2 separate regions of the Macaca mulatta genome follow, and region 1 is linked to region 2. Evidence: chromatin contacts called from public Hi-C data. All regions are on one chromosome and are shown on one strand. The core of a region is the stretch at or near the end of the contact, and the rest is flanking DNA. Distances in the headings are between cores, read along the strand shown. Region 1 overlaps LOC114678976 (a long non-coding RNA gene). Region 2 has its middle 300 kb from the start of NSG2.

Region 1 (6,412 bases), core at 3,730-6,229, 470 kb after region 2:
GTGTGGACCTCCCCGGGATGCTGCCAGCCTCAGAAAGACAGTATTCAAAGTTGTCCCAACAGAGGTTTGGAAGCACAGAACATGCTCAGAAAGTGTTCCTTATTAATATGTATTATTATTATAATCAATCACCAGTGGTCTTTGTATGACATTTAAAAGATTCCAGAACGCACTCTCCCTTCTGTTACTCCATCCCTTACTACTAATTTTAAACTTAATGTCTTTGTAAAAGTATGAGGGAGAGAAGAAAAAGCGTATTAACACGTATGTCTACAACTAAATTATCTCCAGCTGCTACCACACTTGTTTCTCCTTTTACCTAACCCAGACCCAGGAGGAATTGAGGGTACATTAGGCCATATAATTGACATTTAAGTTCATCATATATAAAACAAATCCATATTAACTACGCTGTTTCCCTCTGTATTTTGCCGGTGGTGTGGATCGTAAAATAGGCTGGTCTTACGTCCATACCAGCGACTTCACTAAAGCACCTGGGAAAATACAACTTATTGTAAAGCGGGGCCCAGAAGCATAAATAAGCAAACAAATGGTAATTTGATTTGAGCATAAAGTTCATCCCTACGGAGCAGGGTTTCTCCACCTTGGCATTATCGACATTTTGGACTAGATAATTCTCTGTTGTGGTGGGGGTTGTTCTGCCGGCCTCTACCCACCCGATACCAGTCGCGATGCCGCCCCCACCTCTCCCCCGCCCTGCCCCCCGCTGACCCCTTAGTTGTGATCACCCAAAATGTCTCCAGACATCGACAAATGTCTCCTGGGGGACAGCATTGCCCCGAGTGAGAACCTCTAATATAGCGTGTGGTTTTTTGTGTGAGGCCATCTAGTTACAGCCAACAAAACGAAGCGTCCGGCTTGCACAATTCTAAGACCGCGGTTCTGGAATGGTATGTAGGCCCCTCCTCCCACAAAAACAGGCCTGGCTCTGATGTGGGAAAGGTCCCTAGGCCCCCTACTGAGTTGGAATTTGAAGCAAAGGAAGTGGGAATTGAAAACTGTTCCCAGGACCCACAGTTCTGCTGCCTGTAGAAATCCCCGGACAGTCCTTGGAATCTTATTAGAACATGGTGAGTTTAGTAAAAGATGCCTAGGTTACTCACCGTAAAGGGGTCATTATAATATTGAATGAAAATTGATTTTGTCTAAGTACCACAAAATCTCACCATCCTTGCAAACTGTAGCTTTTATTTTAGGCAGATTTCTTGTGGTTCTTATATATCAGGGGTTGGCAAACTACAGCTCATGGGCCCAATCTGATTGGCCGCCTATTTTTGTAAATAAAGCTTTATTGGCACACAGCCACATCCACCCATTTACATTACCACTGTGGCTGCTTTCACTCCGCTGTTGCAGATTTGTGACAGACACTAGAATATTTACTGTCTAGTCCTTTACTGAAAAATGTGCCCAGTGCTATTACATACAAACAATGTCCACAAAACTTTAGTGGTCTTATGCTCTTTTGATATGGCACACAGTGAATTTTATATCATTTGGGCGGTAGTTTACAGACTTTCCTGCTGACAAAATTCCTTAGCAGCCATATCCTCACCTGATTATAGAAATGGCTGCAGAAGGTAAGTAGTCGTATTTTTCTCAAGCATCAGAAGAGATCACTAAGGCAAAGAAGGGTGGCATGACTGGCCCAAAGTCATGGTCAGTAAAAATCAGAGCTGAGACTCATGATCTCGTCCCTTGTTCCATCATCACACTTCATGGATTTCTACCTGTGCTGAGCTGTGAGTTGGTCATGTGTATGCTGTGATATGCAGATTCTCTTACAGCTATTTTTTTCCCTAAACATTCAGCTCTTTAGTAACCCGTGCAGATAAAAAACACACTTTTGGTTTGATTGTTCGTTTGTATTCCTAGGATGATGGCCTCATTTAGAAATTTCCCCAAACCAAGGTGACTTGCGTATTCTCTCCTAGTGAATCAAGACAGATACATAATTTGCCCATTGTTTTGTAAATATGAACACCAAGTAAGTCACACCAACCCAGAAGGAATAAACTATGCTAATAGCATCTGAAAGCTAGATGGGATATACAGGCCTTCCACAGCAGATTTATTGGTGAAGTTATTTGTTTTTGCCCTGGGGCAAAATTAACTCAAGACGGGATATTAGATATTTAGACCAGCATTAAGGTGTTGGTTGGGGGGAAAAAGAAGAAAACTTGATTCTGTGTTTACATTTGGGAAACACTGTTTTAATAAAAAATGAAAAGGTTTCTGCTGCAGAACTTTTCAGAGCCTTTAATACATTAATACGCTTGTAACTTTCCACGGGGGCCATGGTGTGCAGCACTTTGCAACTTCTCTTGAGAGTGGGCCCCCTTCTTTCCAGAAATATCCATTAGGGTCATTCCGTGGATATTTTTGAGGGTCTGTGCAGTGCTCCCCACACAGTGCAGCCCTATCTATGTGGGGCATCCCATGTACTCCTTATGGGAACTGTCAAGAAGGGGTCATTATTATCCCCACTTCATAGATGGAGAGTCAGGTTCAGGCTCCTCAGCAACCTGGGGTGGTTCCAGGATTCCGCTGCAGGCCGTCTGCCCCAAGCCTGCATTCCCAGCTACTGTGTCACCCCACTGCTTGGCTGGATCTCCCTTGTTAATCAAATTGATTAGCCCATTCAGCTTCATAAAGGAATCTGGAGGTAAAATGGTTTAATTTTCTCATTGAATTTCTCAGCATCTTGACGAAGAAACTGACCTCCTTTGTGAGCTTTGGTATTCTAATACAGCTTGAATTGACTAGCATATAGCAATTGTCTTTCTGGCCACAGCAATGCCTGATAATGATGTCTACTCAGGCTGGTGGCCCTGGCTCTTTGTTCTAAACCTTGAGTTGACCCTGCATGAACTCACAGGAACGGAGGTGCCGCTGAACCTCTCTTATCCTTTGCCGCACCCAGTCTTTCAGTGAACTGAATCTGGCCCCCAGGGGAATGCCTTATATATTTATTAGTTAGGACTCTTGGTTGCAAGTGTTAGAAACTCAGCTCAAACTCGGATGAAGCTGGAAACCATCATTCTCAGCAAACTAACAAAGGAACAGAAAACTAAACACTGCATGTTCTCACTCATAAGTGGGAGTTGAACAATGAGAACACATGGACACAGGGAGGGGAACATCACACACCAGGTACTGTCGGGGGGTGAGGGGCAAGGAGAGGGACAGCATTAGGACAAACACCTAATGCACCCGGGGTTTAAAACCTAGATGACAGGTTGATGGGTGCAGCAAACCACCATGGCACATGTATACCTATGTAACAAACCTGCACATTCTGCACATGTATCCCAGAACTTAAAGTTAAAGAAAAAAAAAATAAAAGAAAGAAACTCAACTCAAACTCTTAAGTAAAAAGAGAACTTTACTGGCACATAAATCCAAGGAAGGGGTGAAGAACTGGGCCTCAGGAAGGATAGCTGCTCAGCTGGACTCAGGAACAGCCAGAACCAGGACACGGCATGTTCTGAAACACTGTTTCTGCCTTGTTTCTTGGCTTTTCTCTATAAGCAACTTTATTTTTTCTTACTATAGACTGCCTCTTTTGAGGTAAGATACATGGTGACATGGTCTGAGATTTTTAATGCCACCTTTTCGGCCACCAGAGGGTAACTGACTTGCATGTGGTTTCATCCCAAGACCAAGCCTCAGGGAAGGGACCCATTGGCACAGCGGGGTTGGGTGACCACCATGGGATCCACCAACTATGACCAGAGTGGGAGAATGTAGCCATAGGAGAGAGGAAGTTTCTAGAACGTCAGAGAGTCCCACCTATTCATGGAAGCAAATGACAGCCAAATGGGTCAGTCAATTAAATTCTAACCCTGGTTTTTACTTTACCTATGAAAGTTTACCATTTAGGTTAAACAATTCCTGTTTTACTGAAGTTAAACGTTGTCTTTCTCATTAAACAGAACAGTAAAGGGAAGTGGTTAAGTGGGGTATTTAAGGATATAATAGCATCACCTCCGAGAACTCTTGTGAGGATTAAATGCCGTAATACAGGAAAAGTGCCCAGCACACAGTAAGAACTCAATCCATGCTAGCTGTTGTTATTATAAACAAAGAGAATCCTTCAGAAGGCATTTATGAAAAGCCATTCACATGTGTGTCCTTTCTCCTTAGTTTCCTGGGGGTGGAAGTCTGCAGCGCAGCCAGCCTCAGTGATAGCTGGCAAGAGTTGGGTGTCTGGTTGGGGTACGGGTCTTGTTACTGCGTGTGCTTCTCTGGGGAATGGGCAACAAAAGTGAAGCCTCAGCGGTGTCCACAGCAGGATCAGATTCTCTGCCCATCCTCTAAAACCTCCACCCCATGCTGACATTAAAGTGAATTCGTTTCCTGAGACAACCTAATTTCCTCCGAAAAGGTCTAATTTTCCCAGGAAGTGGTTCATTTCATCCAAACCCAAAATGATTTCAGCTGTCTGACGGGATAGGTGTTCCTTGTTCTTCGCCCCGACGTCTACATCTCTGTCACTTCCTGGAAATGCAGACAGACAACTGCACAGAGCATTGCGATCCTGTCCCAGGATTTTCCAGACCATAAAGGAAATGTGGATATTAGACCGGCTGTGCCCTTGAGCAACACCCAGTACCTAAAATCACTGGGTTTCCAAGAGGGACTACGTGGAGGAGGCATATGGTTTTTATAACTGACAAGACATTCTGATTCATTAGAACCACTGAAATTGTGTGCGAGGGAAAGCTGCACAAAAGAAGACCCCTTAGCTCATAGCTGTCACCAGGCTAGTGGGTTGGAGCCTTCAACAAATCACCTCGCCTCTCGGGCTTAGTTCTCTCATCTCTAAAATGGAAATGAATGGGTTTTGAGGTGTAAATGAGACAAAGACTGGGAAATGGCGCCCATCGCACATTGCCTGACTCACAGGGAGCACTCCGCCTCCTCTGGGAGCACAGTAGAAGCAGAGAGGGAATCACCCACCCTCTGCCAACTGCTATCAGTCGGCAGTCAAATTGTTCTCTAAGCACCACTTTTCTTTAATCAGGCTATTCTTCACTGGGGCTGTTTTAATTAAGGGTCCGCTGTCAACACAAAACATATGTTCTGAAGTCTTGCTTTGGTTACTAATGATGCCCGGGATGATTAAGTCTGGAAGGAATTTCCAGCCCCGACTTACTTGGCCTCTTCTCCCTCCCCCCAGTCCCTCAAGCCCCCATTTCGCTCACATCTCAGCTTTCACCCACTTACACTCAGTCCCTGGCACTGTTACCCTTTTGGAAACTGACCTAGAAAAGCAATCTGTTCCAATCAATATGCATGGTGTAATATCTCAAAACACGCTTCTGACCATCTCTCATTCCTGCTGATAATCGTTCCATTGAGATCCAGGCTAATAATTTGTTATTTTTCAAACTACATTATTCAAAAAAAGTTACATACACACACACAACATATACCATATATATGTATAAACACACACACTGACATGTACTTATATGTGTATAAACACACCACATATACTTTATATATGCATACACACACTACACATACTGTATATATGTATACATGCACTATATACACTATATATATACACATACCACATATATGTGTGTATATACACACACATACTATGTATGTATACACACACACCACATATATACATGTATACACACACCACATATGTATGTATACACACACACCATATATACTATATATGTATACACACACCACAAATACTATTTATGTATACATACACACCACTTATACTATATGTGCATACATGCACACCACATATACTATATATGTCTACACACATATATACTCTGTGTACACACACAACACATATAAACATGTATACACACACCACATATGTATGTATACACACACACCACAGGTACTATATATGTATACACATACTATATATGCACACATGCACACCACATATATTATATATGTGTATACACACCATATATACTATGTGTGTATACCCACACCACATATATACATGTGTACATACATCACATATGTATGTATAAACACACCACATATATTATGTATACACACACCACATATACTATATATGTATACACATACTATATATGCACACATGCACACCACATATATTATATATGTGTATACACACCATATATATTTATGTGTGTATACACACACCACATATATACATGTGTACACACATCACATATGTATGTATACACACACCACATGTGTATACACACACCACATATACTATATATGTATACACATACTATATATGCATACATGCTCATCACATATACTATGTGTATACACACACACCATATGTACCATATATGTATACACACACCACATATACTATATATGTATAAATACACCACATATACTATATATGTGTGTATACACATCACATATA
Region 2 (5,926 bases), core at 3,386-5,885:
TTTACAGTAAGTTTAGATAATTTCCCTCCTCAAGAATATATTGCATTGTTTTGACATTTGTTCTTCCATTAAGAACTCAAAAAATGTATTTTTTTCCCAAAACTGTTGGGATCCTAACTAAAATTGGATTGAATGTATGTGTTAATTTGTCAAGAATGAACATTTTTGTGGTTTTCCATGTTTCTGTTCAGGAGTCTAAAATTTCTCTTGGCTTATTCTCAATAACACAGGTAGCTTTATTCATACAGGTGCTGTATTTGTTCTGTTAACTCTGTGGTTAGATATTTTATAATTTGTCTCTGAAGTAAATAATTTCATTTCTGTGTTTTCTTTTTTATTTTACTTCTAAATGGTTAGTGCTGATGCAGAGAAAAGCCATTGATTTCATCAGGACCTTCAAAGAAAGGCATAACTGAGGAGATTTGTTTCCCAAATCTTAGCTCAAGTCAATATGAGGAGAACTGGGCTTCAATTTGGTCCAGTTGGTGATGAGAGTAGAGATCACTGGCTGGCTCCCACGGCCCCTTGGGCAGCGGGCAGCCTCCTCCCAGCCGGCCCCTCTTCAGGGTCCTCGCATGGCCTGCTCAGGAGGCAGCATGATCAAGGGTCAGCTTGGCTGCGTGGGTGAGGCATCCAGCTGACTGCTCCCTGTGTGCTGGGTTCCTGCAGCCAAGTACTCTGACTCACTCCACCTGTTTTTCCATCTATAAACCAGGGATCATAAACCTGGACTCCAAGAGCTTCACACAGCACAGGAACCCAATAAAGTTCCCTTTCTCTTTCACCTCCCTTAATCAGACTAAATCTAATCATTCACTAGCACCCATATCTACCCTTCTGCAGTTCACCATCCCTGTAAATTGGCAAGTCCTTGGGGCACATTCAGAGGTCCCTGTGTTGAAAGGGAAGATGCCTTCCCTCTGCTCCCGCTGCTGGCATCAGAATGGAATTGGAGTTCTCAGAATCACTGTCTCCTACTCATCAGCCGCAGGGCTGCCCTCTGAAACTGAGCAAGTGCAGAGTTGGTTTCCAGGACAGTGGACCTCCTGACTTCCTCACAACAGCAGGTTTCTCCTGACGATGCCTCTTGTTTGCAGGCCCCTGACGGACAGATGTGAGAGGACACTACCTGCATCCGGCTGCTGGTCTTGTCAATCCACATTCCTGGAAATGATTTTGGCTTCTCTCCTTGCCCTTGTGGGGCCCAGATAAAGTTTACGGTGGCTTCAGGAGAGTGGATTGTCTCCCTGCCTGCTGGAAGAGGCTGGAACGACTCAGGGGTCTTAACCATGGTGGCTGCTACTACTGTGATTCCTTCCTTCCTTCCTTCCTTCCTTCCTTCCTTCCTTCCTTCCTTCCTTCCTTCCTTCCTTCCTTCCTTCCATCATTCCTTCCTTCCTTCCTTCCATCATTCCTTCCTTCCTTCCTTCCTTCCTTCTTTCCCTCGTGAGCTTACTGATTCAGTCTTTCATTTGCCAGCTATTTAGGGAGCACTGCCAAGTATTCTAAGCCCTGGATGAGACACAAAGGGATTGTATTAGTCAGGTTTCTTCAGAAAAACAGAACCAATAGGAGAAATGGATAGATAGATAGATAGATAGATAGATAGATAGATAGATAAGGTGTTTTTTAAAAAATAGGAATTACTCACGAGGCTATGGAGGTCAAGAAATCCCACTATCTGTGATCCACAAGTGGATAACCAAGAAAGCTGGCGGGGTCATTCAGCCTGAGTCTGAAAGCTTGAGAATCTGGGGGTGACGGGGATCAGCCTTGGTCTGAATCTGCAAGCCTGAGAGCCAGGAGCACTGATGTCCGAGGGCAGGAGAAGACAGATGTCCCCACTCACACAAAGAGAGCAAATGTACCCTTCGAACTTTTTTCTCTTTGGTCCTTCAACAGAGTGGATGGTACCTTACCACATTATTCAGCCCATTGATTCAAATGCTAATCTCCCTCAGAGACACCCTCTCAGACAGGAATAATGCATCCCAGCTATCTGGGCATCCCTGGGCTCAGTCGAGTTGACACGTAAAATTCATCATCACGGGGGTGGAACCTTGGACGGTTCATCACAATAGATGTTTGTCAACCGAAGGAATGAACATCAAGGTTCTTACCCTCCAGGGAAGCACAGCAGAGCTGGGGGGATGGAAATCAGACCTCCCATGTCACTGGTTGGGGAGAAGCTGAGGGTGAGCCAAGCCCGTGGGGGAGGAGGTGAGGGCAATAGTGAGAATGAAGGTGCTGATGGAGGCAGAGTGGCAGGTGTGGGAGTCGGAGCTGAGGGTTCAGTTTATCACTGGCTGTGTGACCTCGGGCAGGTAACTTTGCTTCCTTGCGTCTCTGTTTTGTTATCTGTACAGTCAGGCAAGGCTGTGTGAAAGGGGCCTGGCTCAGGACTGCACTGCGGGTGGAGACGAACCACTGACATGCTTTCCCACAGCACAGGTATGAATAAGCATGGCTTTCCTCTCGCTCTTCCCAGCTGAGTTTCTGAGGGCAACCCTGCAGCTGCCAGGGTTCCTTCTGCTTCCTCCCCAGACAGGTATGTTTTCTTTCTCTGGGGTTGGTAAGACCCCCTCTGCATTTTACATGCAGATAGTCCTGTTATTCCTGGCATCATGGATCCTCTTTCTGGTTTTCATTTGCTGTGGATTTTTCTTAATTTTTATATCCATTATCATTTTGCTTAGATTTTGGAAGGGTGTGGAAAGTCTAAGTACCATTCCCCACTAAGAGGCACCAGAGCTTCTTGGAGTAAAGTTGGATTGTCCAACTCCAGGTCCTGAGCAGCAAATGTACAAGAGGAGTCTGGAATCTCTTGTCTTGCTGGAATTAAAACATGATCAAAGACTTCTAGGAGAGAGGGGCCAATTTGAAGGGCCCCTGCACTATCCTAGGATGGGATAACTTTAGTATCAGAAAGAATACTGGCTGCAGTGGATTGAAATGCAGCAAATATGTAAAAGCTATGAGTTCATAATGGCACTACTAGTTCTTTTTGGAGGTGGCTAGTGTACCAGTTCATTATTCTGAAAATTGATAAATAAAGGGAAAGAATGCAATATTTATCTTGCCTTCCATCTAAAGACCATAGCTCAGGATAATAAAAGGGGTGATGAGAAGAAGTTCTTTTTAGAAGGTCAAAGCTAACAAGTGCAGGAGGAATGATAAAATGGAAAAGTTAACCTTTTGTAATACCAAATGAAACACTCTATCTCGGCAATGATCGTGAATGTCTGCTAAGACTTGCAAGGGACAGACTGATGTGGTCACCTACACTGGACAGACCAGGTAGATGCAACCTTATACTGAAGAATTTTAACATCACCAAAGGGGAACGCCCAGGCACGGTGCACCCCTGACATAGTAGGAAGTGCCCAGGCACCACCTGGCAGGTGTTCTCACCAAAAATAACGTGACTGGAATTTAATCAAGCTTCTAGAACTAAGTTTCCAGGATATATGTGGGAGAGATGAACGTGTAAGCAACATCAATCAGTCAGAGCTATAATTTGGGAAATTCTACAAGAAAAATATTACCCAGTTTCTTAGAGAAATTAATGGCGGTCAGGTGTCAGGTGGAGAGAATCACTAGGGATTAAAAGAGAATTAAGCAACATCCAAAAAAAAAAAAATGCAGTGTTGACGCCAGGCACAGTGGCTCACACCTGTAATCCCAGCACTTTGGGAGGCTGAGGCAAGCGAATCACCTGAGGTCAGGAGTTCGAGACCAGCCTGGCTAACACGGTGAAACCCCGTCTCTACTAAAAACTACAAAAAACTAGCCGGGCGAGGTGGCGGGCGCCTGTAGTCCCAGCTACTCGGAGGCTGAGGCAGGAGAATGGCGTGAACCCGGGAGGCGGAGCTTGCAGTGAGCTGAGATCCGGCCACTGCACTCCAGCCTGGGCAACAGACCGAGACTCCGTCTCAAAAACAAACAAACAAACAAAAAAAAAACAAAAAAATTAGCCAGGCGTAGTGGTGCATGCCTGTAATCCCAGCTACTCCTGAGGCCGAAGCAGGAGAATCACTTGAACCAGGGAGGCAGAGGTTGCGGTGAACTGAGATCGCACCACTGCACTCCAGCCTGGGCAATAAGAGTGAGACTCCATCTCAAAACAAACAAACAAACAAACAAAAAAAACCTGTTGGATCCTTTATTTGGATTCTAACAAACCAATTGTTAAATGACATTATGGGGGAAAAAAATGAACATAGACTGGGCATTGGATGCTACTAATATTACATAAATATGGTTTATTTCATTGAATATGATTATAGCTTTACATTTTTTAAAAGTCCTTATGTAATAGAAATTCATACTGATAAAACAGCCCAGAATTTCTGCCTGGACCTTAACTGATATCCTGGTTCTCCTTCGGTGATCTTTATGCTGGGAGCAACACCAACGTCCACATGGTTGGGAAGGCAATGCATTTGAGCATCTTCCTCTACGCTTTTCTCCCTCACACCCCTCCTTCCATACTCCTCTCATTCCACTGCCTATTGATGTCCAGACTATGTCTATTTCCTTTCATCTCTAATCCGCCAATCACATGCATCTTGTGGTGGAAGGGGAAGAGAGTGCCAGGAAGGCACATCTGAGTCAGAGGAGCTGGCAGGAGGCACTTCAGCCTGTATTTGTTTCAAGGGTGAGGACCAGTCAGGTGGCTGGTTCTGGAAGCAAGGCACGCTGGGAAATGTAGTCCTCAGCTGGGCAACTGTCTCCATGGAAACAAGGCCACTTGTGGAGGCTGGTGCATGAGGTCATGTGTGCAGAGAGCTTAGAAGCGTTCCTGGCTCCCAAATGATGCGTGCACTGAGGGTGCAGAAGCAGCAGAGGGGAACCTGCTGGAGCTTTGGCAGGGATGGAGGGAAGTGGCGGCACGCTGCCGTGGCCATCGTTGGATTCTTCACAGTGTTACGGTGGACGTGTTGCTTTAAAAAATACAGATGCCAGTTTCACTTAAGGATGTCCCTGACAAAGCTGTATGAATTAATTTTATTCAGCCTCAACTCTTGCATACACAACTTTTTGTGACAAAATGGAAGCTGTGCTTGAAGCACTTTTGCTTCATAGTTGTCTTGAGGAAAAACCCTTGAGCAATTTCTTCAGCTGAACTCGTCACTTTTTTATGGACAGCCATTTCACTTGAAAGTACAAGTGGCAAACGATTCAGACTTTATTTAGTAGACATTTTCTTGAAAGCAGGTGAAGTAAGCTTGTCACTTCAAGGGGAAAAAAATGACATTTGTTACCACCAATAAAAATTTGATCTTTCCAGTGAAAATTAGAATTTGGGAAAATCTATATCCACTACTATGAGTTTGGCCATTTCCTAATAATTAAACATTCTTCTGATAAAACCTATGGTAACGTTAGTGGTCAGGATCTTTTGATATTTAAGAGAAATGTGCTAACTTTTGGAAGCTTGGCATGACTCAGGAAACCAATGTTTTCCAAATGACTGGTGCATGATGGTACAAAATCACGCATGAGGAAAGATCCATCCAAGAGAGAACAAAGGAGTTTATGTAACAGAGTAAAAAATAATTCCATGATATGATTTCGGATTCCAGGTTGCAGCAAATCTGAAATCTAAAACCATTTGTCAATTTTGGGTCTCATATGAAAGAAGAATAGGCACAATTATCTGAAAAAGACAATTAAAATACTCCCTTCTCTTCCAACTACATATTTGTATGAGACCATATTTTCTTCATATACTACAACCAATGTATCTCAGTAGATTGAAAGAGGAGACCACGTGAGAATCTAGCTGTCCTCTATTAAGACAGACATTAAAGAGATTTGCATAAACAAAAACAATGGCATTTTTGTACTTTGTTTTATAAAAAAAGTTATTTTTTAATAAAAATATGTAATGGGTTTAAAGATGAGTTAAAATGAGTATTTTATA

Evidence for each region. A called contact is a pair of places that touch in the nucleus more often than the background predicts.
Region 1: a Hi-C map of fetal cortex germinal zone shows a contact between it and region 2, with 4 times the contacts expected there. The contact joins two enhancer-like sites. A contact is called at or near these places in 3 of 14 Hi-C or Micro-C datasets (fetal cortex germinal zone, fetal cortical plate and liver).

Annotation. Positions count from the first base shown.
Region 1 is chr6:183,688,267-183,694,678 of T2T-MMU8v2.0, forward strand. The region is part of intron 2 of LOC114678976 (a long non-coding RNA gene); the gene reads right to left. Among named protein-coding and RNA genes, the nearest start is that of MSX2, 68 kb to the left of the region's middle. Within about 2 kb of position 4,980, at least 2 of the 40 cell types and tissues checked have an H3K27ac peak or open chromatin away from gene starts, as enhancers often do. A contact at or near this core is called in fetal cortex germinal zone, where this site is marked.
Region 2 is chr6:183,215,571-183,221,496 of T2T-MMU8v2.0, forward strand. No RefSeq gene overlaps it. Among named protein-coding and RNA genes, the nearest start is that of NSG2, 300 kb to the left of the region's middle. Within about 2 kb of position 4,636, at least 13 of the 40 cell types and tissues checked have an H3K27ac peak or open chromatin away from gene starts, as enhancers often do. A contact at or near this core is called in fetal cortex germinal zone, where this site is marked.